2 separate regions of the Mus musculus genome follow, and region 2 is linked to region 1. The links are chromatin contacts, called in public Hi-C maps. All regions are on one chromosome and are shown on one strand. The core of a region is the stretch at or near the end of the contact, and the rest is flanking DNA. Distances in the headings are between cores, read along the strand shown.

Region 1 (3,959 bases), core at 871-3,370:
ATACTTATTACGCTATTATTCTGTGCCAGGCCCTGTGGTAATGCTTCACATGCGTTGCTCAAGTCTTACTTAACAAATCAGGAATCTGAGGCACGATAAAGGGAAGAGCAACACCCTCCGCGTCATCTGAAATCTCAACCATAGACCCTCAGACTCCTGTTTGGCTGTTTGGTGTTTGGTTTTGGTTTTGTTTTCTTTTTTTCATGACACCAGTCTCTTTAGTCTGAACCAATCCTGTCCTTTCTTAAAGGAAAACTTAGTCTCCTCCTAATCTCGCCAATGACTACCCGGTCCTAGATCCATAATGATGGGCTTGACAGTAAAACAACCTCTCTCTCTCTTCACCAGCCACTTTCTCCTAAAACTTCGCATCAGGTGCTGTGCCTTTTAAATTTACTCATACTGGCTATTACTGCTCTAGCTGATTGAAAACCTTTTGCCAAATGTGGCGCTCATCTCCATCAAAGCTTTAGGGACCACTTGACTTTTGGAACGGTTCCTCTCTGTTGAGCGCTGCAAAGCCACTGCTCTTCAGACATCTTCACTCATAGTGCAGTAGCTGTTTTTGTTTTTTGTTTTGTTTGTTTTGCTTTGTTTTTCTAGCTTTGGGCAAATCCTTCCTGGTGAAGATGTGTTCTTTTTCTCAAGCCTTCAGCCCTGGCTTTCTGTTATTTGCCTGTCTTCTTCTTATTTGTCTCTGCTGTTCTCATTCAACATCAAGCCCTTACATACACCCACTGGTGAGTTTCAGTGACGAGTCCCACACCCAAATGTATACGGGTAGGACTAACTGAACTTAGCAGTTTACTTGGGAGAAAAAAAACAATAAGAGAGGAGGGGTTGTTCGGGCATCTGAGGAAACTTGGAGGGAGCAAGACATATTTCCTTGTATATGTGCATGAAATTCTCTAGAATAAAGAAAAAATTAAAATACAGTGCCTCTACTTCCCCTTCTCAGTACAATGCTGGATATAAATATGTTCCTATCTTCTCAGCATTTTTTTTCAAGATCTAGTTTCAAGGCAACTTTGAAACCAGTTGGCTTAACACCAACTCTGTATTTTCTGCAGCCTCTCCAAACACTTCCCTGAGGAACCGGGCACATTCACCAAGGCTTCCTTCACTAAGCAGGCAAAGTACACAAAGAACTCATTCTGCTGTTAATCTCGGGCTTCCCGCGTGCTCAGATGTCTTTGTGCCTGAAAATAAATGCCAATGAATTAAACTGACAGAACGCACTTTGAAGCCTGCCGCTGTGAACGTGAGAAAGGGACTTAGTCAGTGGACTCGTGTCCTGGCAAACAGTCACCCTGGCATAAAGTCAGGGCTCCAGTTCCTGCAGGTCTGGGGACCTCAATACCAAATCTGGATTACTGAGCCATAGGAGCCAAGGTGGTCCAGCAAGTAAACTTCCATCAAAATCACAATATGCAAGGCTACCACTGATGCTGGCATGACTAAGGACAGTTCAATATGACACACAATGGACACTGATCTGAGACAGAAACTCCAGGAAGATTCTTAAAACTCTGGCGTTGGAACACGATTCAGGTTTTGGGAGTCAGAGCAAAATTAAACTCTTGTGCTCACTGTTTGTACAAAACGTCAGTAAATAAAAGCGTTATCCTCACTCACCCCAAGCCCATAACTATATTTGTTTATGAAATGAGAAGTTATGAAAAAGCTTAACACACACACACACACGTGCACAGCAACGCCCCTTAAAATATTGTTTTTGATTCCTTCTTTTGCTTGCTTTTAATTTAATATTTATTGAGGCTGTGAGGAGAAATCCAAGTTTCCAAGCCTCTTCTCTTCTCTCCTGTAAGATTAACTTTTGAGTCGTTCAAGAAACTTTTCCAGAAAGTTTGTCTTCCTTCCTTTCAGCTTTTCCTCTCTTAGCTCACTGTGTTCATGCAGCCAGAGGCTTGGGGAAAATTCCTGCTGGGGAATCTGCAACAGCTGAAAGCCTAGAAGGCAAAGATCACCTTGTGCGCCGACCCTACCCTGGTGCTCAGGGGCAGGTGACACAATGTCGGTTTCCTAGGCGCTGGCTTGACAGTTTCATCCCCGCCCACTGGCAAGAGAGCTCCTAGGGCCGCTGCACACGCGCACGGAGTGGGCTATAAAAGCTGCTGCGGCGTCCAGACTCTGAGCTCGCCCACCACCCGCAGAGACGCGACCCGCCATGCACGTGAACGGCAAAGTGGCTCTGGTGACCGGCGCGGCACAGGGCATAGGCAAAGCCTTCGCTGAGGCTCTGCTGCTCCATGGCGCCAAGGTAAGGACTTCTCCGTGTCCACCCACACGCCGCCGGAGCCCCTGGGGTGCCGAGCCCCAGGCTCGCAAGCCGACCTCCAACGCTGCTGGCAGAGAACCCGAACTTGGATGAGCACATTCTGAGGTCTAAGAAGGGAGCGTCTTTTTTATCCATTGCTTGTGTGTCTGTGGCTTGGTGGCGGCTGTTTCCTTCATAGGAGACCCGCTCCCTCTTTTCTTGTTTGTAGGTAGCATTGGTGGATTGGAATCTTGAGGCAGGTGTAAAATGTAAAGCTGCCCTAGATGAGCAGTTCGAACCTCAGAAGACACTGTTCGTCCAGTGTGATGTGGCTGACCAGAAACAACTGAGAGGTAAGACGTTGGGGAATCAATCCATAGACTCGGGAACACACCTTGTGCAAGCAGCAACCTGACTGCCAGGTAGGAGCAGACAAGGCTGAGAGCCAGCAACGCTCTCTCACGGGAAGCTGTGACCTTCTAACTCCAATGGATAGTTTGAATTTCTGTGCTTCTTTCTGATAACCCAATGGACATAAAAAGTAAGACAGGACTGCCTAAGAAATCCTTCTGTTTTAGCCACTTGGCAGCACAGAATGTAATCAAATCTTTTGTGTATTCGAAGACAGTGCTGCTACAGTTAATTACCCAGTGAGGGGGACAGGCTGCGGAACTATGGCAAGCAGTTCTCAGAGAGCTGGAAGACTTCTCCAATAACAATCAAACTCAGCGTGCCTTTCGCTTAGACACTTCAGACGCCAAGTTCCAGGTCATGGTCACAGGCAAAGCAATTGCTTTTAGCCAGATCTTTGCTCGGTTTCCCCTCTAAGATGGCACTTAAAATAATAACTGTATGGCGTTAAATTTCTTCTTCTTTAGAATTAAAGAAGAAAAGGCTCTATCGCTTTTCCCCAATGTTTTCCTGTTTTTCTGTGGTCTCTTAAAATAGATCCATCTACTTGTGAAATGTCAGGAAGAATATTGTCATCAGCAATGCACACTGGCTGTATAGAGGGCTCAAAGGATTTCCCTAAAGATAATTTCTCCAGGAAAATATAGAAAAAAAAAAGATGTTTCAAAGGGCATTGTTCAAATAAACAAAGTAAATCGGTAGGCACCTTTTTAATCTGGAAGTCAGAATACAAACCCAACCTGCTCTACAGTGTCTATCAATGGAATCCTGAGATCTTAGGTTTCTTACATCTTAGAATATACCCTATGAATAAAAATGGACGGATCCATTAGAAGACAGTGGACCTAAGATAGGGGTAATTGGATTAAAGAGAACATCATTAACATCTGAAAATGCTAATCTGTCCGATAGTAGAGGTAGCCTTTATGAGTAGAAGAGATCTTTAAGAGAAGTCATAATAGAACATCCTTTGCCAGAGAATGGTTTTATTGATACTATATCATTTAGTTTCAATGACAGTCATGCCCAGTCCCAACATTCATGCTACTGGACTAGGGACCAGTAAAGATAAATTATATGGCTTCACGCATGGTATTTAATGTGTTATTCTGCCAGTATTTAAAATGAGTATCATGTCTACGAATATATTCCTTAAACATTAAGTGATTGTGAAGGAACCTCAAGCACACAGTAAATGGCCCAGAAGACCTGTCTATCATAAGAAGTCCCCACCTTGTTTAGAGACCCTCATACATAAAAGGAAAGGATT
Region 2 (3,959 bases), core at 961-3,460, 110 kb after region 1:
TGCAGGAAAAAAAAATAGAATGAAAGAGGTGGATACACAAAAGATACAATGCAAGAATGAAGTCTCAGGCGGAGATTAATTTTAGTCTGATACCTTGGGAAATAGCAGAGAACATATTGAAGAATACAGATAGACAGACTGTAAAGCAACGGGCCAACTTTCTACACCTCCATGAAGAGAAGAGTTAACTTGGCATTTTCTAGAGACATAGGTCCTACCCAGAACAGTTTTGTACAAAAGAACCATGATAATGTGAGTTATCAGCCAGTTTTAGAGCGACTGAATGATGATTGCACTGGCCAGTGAAAGAGATCTGATGCCAGAGGGCAATACTATTAATTATACTCTAACTATATTTTGTGAACCTTCTTACCTAGTTCTACTCCACTATAGTGGTCCTCAATACTTTCCAAAAGAAACAAAACTTTTCTTCTCTAATTATGATTCTGTCGTTTGTATGGGGAAAAGGATAAGGATCTATGTAGAGTGACTCAGATATAAGCATCACCTGTTAACAACAACAACAACAAAGACCAATGAGCTGAGGAAGGAAATAGGAGGTGGGACATCTGGGAAAAAGTCAAGGGGATTGGAAAGAGATTTGCCCCAGAAAGCTGAGGAGATGGATATGAGGAGAGGAAACTAGCCATTTAGCTGAACTTGACTTAAAAGAAAATTAAAGAGGTAACAAGTTAAGAGCTAGTCAGAGAACAAGCTGAAACTTATGGTCTAAGCATTTATTAATAAATAATTAGTCTCAAGAGTTCTTATTTCTGGGAACAAAACATGTGGGAAGAAAAGCTTGTAGTTAAAGATCTCTTTGGTGTTCCAACAGCTGATCTTTAGGATAGTTATCTGCTATTTTCACCTTTTGTGTTGGCTACATTTTATGTCAATTTGACACATTTGGAAGATGGAATCTCAGTTGAAAAAAAAAATACCTCCACCAAATTAGTCTGCGGGCAAGCATGTGGTGCATTTTCTTGATGAGAGGGCCCACCCTACAGGGAGTGGTGCCGTCCTTAGGCAGGTGGTCCTAGGTGCTGTAAGACAGCAGGCTGAGCAAGCCCTGGGGAGCAAGGTAAGGAAGCAGCACTCCTTCATGACTTCTGTACCAGTTCCTATCTCTAGATTTTTGCTCTGTTTTTGTTCCTAGCATGACTTCCTTCAGCAATGGAATGTGACTTTTGAATTATAAATGGAAAAAAAAAAACTCTTTCATTGTCAAGTTGTTTATGACCATGGTGTTTTATAGCACTAATAGAAACCCTAACTAAAACTCTCATACTAGATTACTGCACTCTGATGCAACTAACTCTGCCCTATCTTTTAAGCAATAGAATAGGCCATGTTGTGACTCCAAACCAATAAAAAGAAATTAAAGAGGTAATGAGAGTGGAAGAAAAAAGGGGTAATAGAAAGTGAATATCATCAAAATACATTGTATTCATATATAAAATGTCATAAGGCATCTCACTATTGTATATAATAAGGTATGCTAATAAAATATATAAAAGTTAATTTCAAAAGAAATTAGGGAAGCGACATGGCATTTTTATCTCATTCAGTTATCAGTTAGAGCTAGTTTACTCTAGTTCTTCTATCAGTTCACCTATATTTGGGGATATGTCTTCCAAAAAAAAAAAAAAGGCTGCATTTCCAGGTGCTCCAAACCTATCACTTCTGCTGTATCTTATTCTTAATTTGATTAAATTAATTTTTAATGAAAATGCAACTAAATATTTCTTTCCTTTCCCTTTTCTCTCCCCAAACTACCCCCACTTCTCAAATTGATGGTATTATTATTATTATTACATTTTACTATAAATGCATAAATATATAAATACAATCTACTGAGTTTGTTTTTGGTGTGTGTGTGTGTGTGTGTGTGTGTGTGTATGATTTCTGGATTGACCACTTTTTTAGGATAAACAATTAAAGGGATCATCCCCAGGAAAGACTGATTCTCTCCTAAGTGTTGAAGAGTAGATTACTCTTGTTAATTCATTACCATTGTGGAATACTTTCCATAATGAAAAGAAATCCCCTAAAGGAAAAAAAAATCTTTCAGAATGTAGCTTCTATATTTCTAAAATTATGGGATGTTCATGTTAGCTCCAAAATTCCAGCCTCTGGGCAGGGAGTGGGAGAGTTTAGAAACAGGCCAATAAAACATGGTCCTAGCAAATACACAGGTAAAGTGAATAAAGCAATAAAAGTCTTCTGCCAGCCTACCTGGGCAAACCACTTCTATTAAGACATTTTGTACCACAGATTAAAGGATCAAACAAAATCCTAACTGCTGTGAACCTTTCCTTTAGTTTTTGAAGTTAATGATTAAATCATTTTGAAGACAGCGAATTGGTAGTGATTTGGAATGTTGATGTTGGTTGAATTTGTTAAACTAATAAGTGACTCGCAATATATTCTGAGAGAGACTGTATTTCAAAGAGAGACACTTGCCCCTCCACCCCACCCTCCACCCTCCCCCTCCCACCAGGACATTTAATGATGTGAGAATTCTGAGTCAAGGCATCAGAAGATGGCCTTTGTGAGCTAATCTAACACACTGTTTACTCCTGTTTTGACATATGATCAACTTTAAAGTTAATGGCTAGTTGCTGGGGCTGAATTTTTAACTACTATATTAGTCTTACCAGAATCTTCTAAAAGCAAAGTCTTATTTGAAGTAAATTAAGGATTAAGGACCACAACATCCCTAGGCACCTTCTATGAATTATAAAAGTAGAAATGAACACTTCAAAGTTCATCTAGCTGACTGCCTTTGGTCATTTCCCATCTGGGTTGTTATGATCAAGGGTTCCTCCTGGCTCAAATATTTACTCAAGTAAGTCTAATTCCCAAACAATATCATGTTCATTTCAAAAGCATTTCAAAGTAAACTAAAGGAAAATTTTAACGTAAAACTTTATATAATAAAACTAATAATATGAATTGAAATACACTATAATTTATTTTACATTTAATCACTGGGCAAAAACACTTAATAAAATACAAAATATCATTTTGTAAAAATAAGTGATATATTCATACAGAAAGTATGAATATATAGATGTTTTAAGAATGTGAAGCAACTAAAATCCACTGGTAAAATTATAAATTTTTGTTCATGCTCCTGTATGTTCCTATGTGCATGTGCAGATATACATATGTGAATGTGCAATGCATACAAAGAGCTTAAGTTGATGCCTGTCGTCATTCTTGATCCTGCTCTAGTTTATTGAAGCATGTTTCTTGTTGAGCCCAGACTTCCTGATTTTTGCTACCCCAGCTTGCTCTAGGGACCTGCTTGCCCTAGCCTTGGCACGACTGCTGGCAATTTAAACTTCAGTCCTTACACTCACCTAACAAGTAGTTTATCCTTGGCATTATTTCTCAAACACACCCTGCTCTTTTTAAATTAGAGTTTGAAATAAGATCACATAAGTTGTCCAGGCTGACCCTGAACTACCTAGAAAACAAGTAGGTCTTGTGCATATAAACTTCCTTTAAGCCTGTAGCTGGTACTATAGGCAAGTACCAATCTTCCAGTCTTTTTCATACTTTTGAAAAAGAATTAAAATGTGGTGATCTGGAAGTATAGATCAGTGGTAAACTATTTGCTTAGTATATCAAAAGGCCCTATGCTAAGGTGAAGTGACAAAAAGGTATCCTAGGCAGATTGGGGGCCAAGGTGTGCTTCAAGGAGATCACACCACCCAACAGATGTAATGCAAGAGGTTAATTGGGGGTTGGGGGGGAGAACAAAAGGCCACCTCAGATTGGAGACAGGAGAGGTAGAGACAGACAGACAGAATAAAATGGGAGATTTCTTAAGGGGGCATGTGTTAAATAGGAAAGGCTAAAAGTCAGGCTGGAGTACTGCCAAATTCACAACACCCTAACGTTCCATCTCAAACATTTGCTTTAATAGGGGCCAGAGAGCAAAGTCAAATAAA

What was found. Hi-C and Micro-C count contacts between places; a contact is called where the count stands out from the background.
Region 2: a contact with region 1 is called in a Hi-C map of liver, with 3 times the contacts expected there. The contact joins the enhancer-like site here to the promoter of Hpgd in region 1. A contact is called at or near these places in 6 of 39 promoter capture datasets (the 3T3-L1 cell line, 3T3-L1-derived adipocytes, the C10 cell line and 3 more), 3 of 484 Hi-C or Micro-C datasets (adipose-derived mesenchymal stem cells, liver and ventricular fibroblasts), 2 of 115 datasets of contacts at active chromatin or transcription factors (embryonic stem cells and microglia) and 1 of 9 other capture datasets (liver).

The regions. Positions count from the first base shown.
Region 1 is chr8:56,292,432-56,296,390 of GRCm38.p6, forward strand. Hpgd (hydroxyprostaglandin dehydrogenase 15 (NAD)) reads left to right here and starts at 2,121. Exons shown (of 7, transcript NM_008278.2): 1 at 2,121-2,281; 2 at 2,508-2,631. The coding sequence starts at 2,189.
Region 2 is chr8:56,405,226-56,409,184 of GRCm38.p6, forward strand. No RefSeq gene overlaps it. Among named protein-coding and RNA genes, the nearest start is that of 4930518J21Rik, 78 kb to the right of the region's middle. Within about 2 kb of position 2,211, at least 7 of the 459 cell types and tissues checked have an H3K27ac peak or open chromatin away from gene starts, as enhancers often do. A contact at or near this core is called in liver, where this site is marked.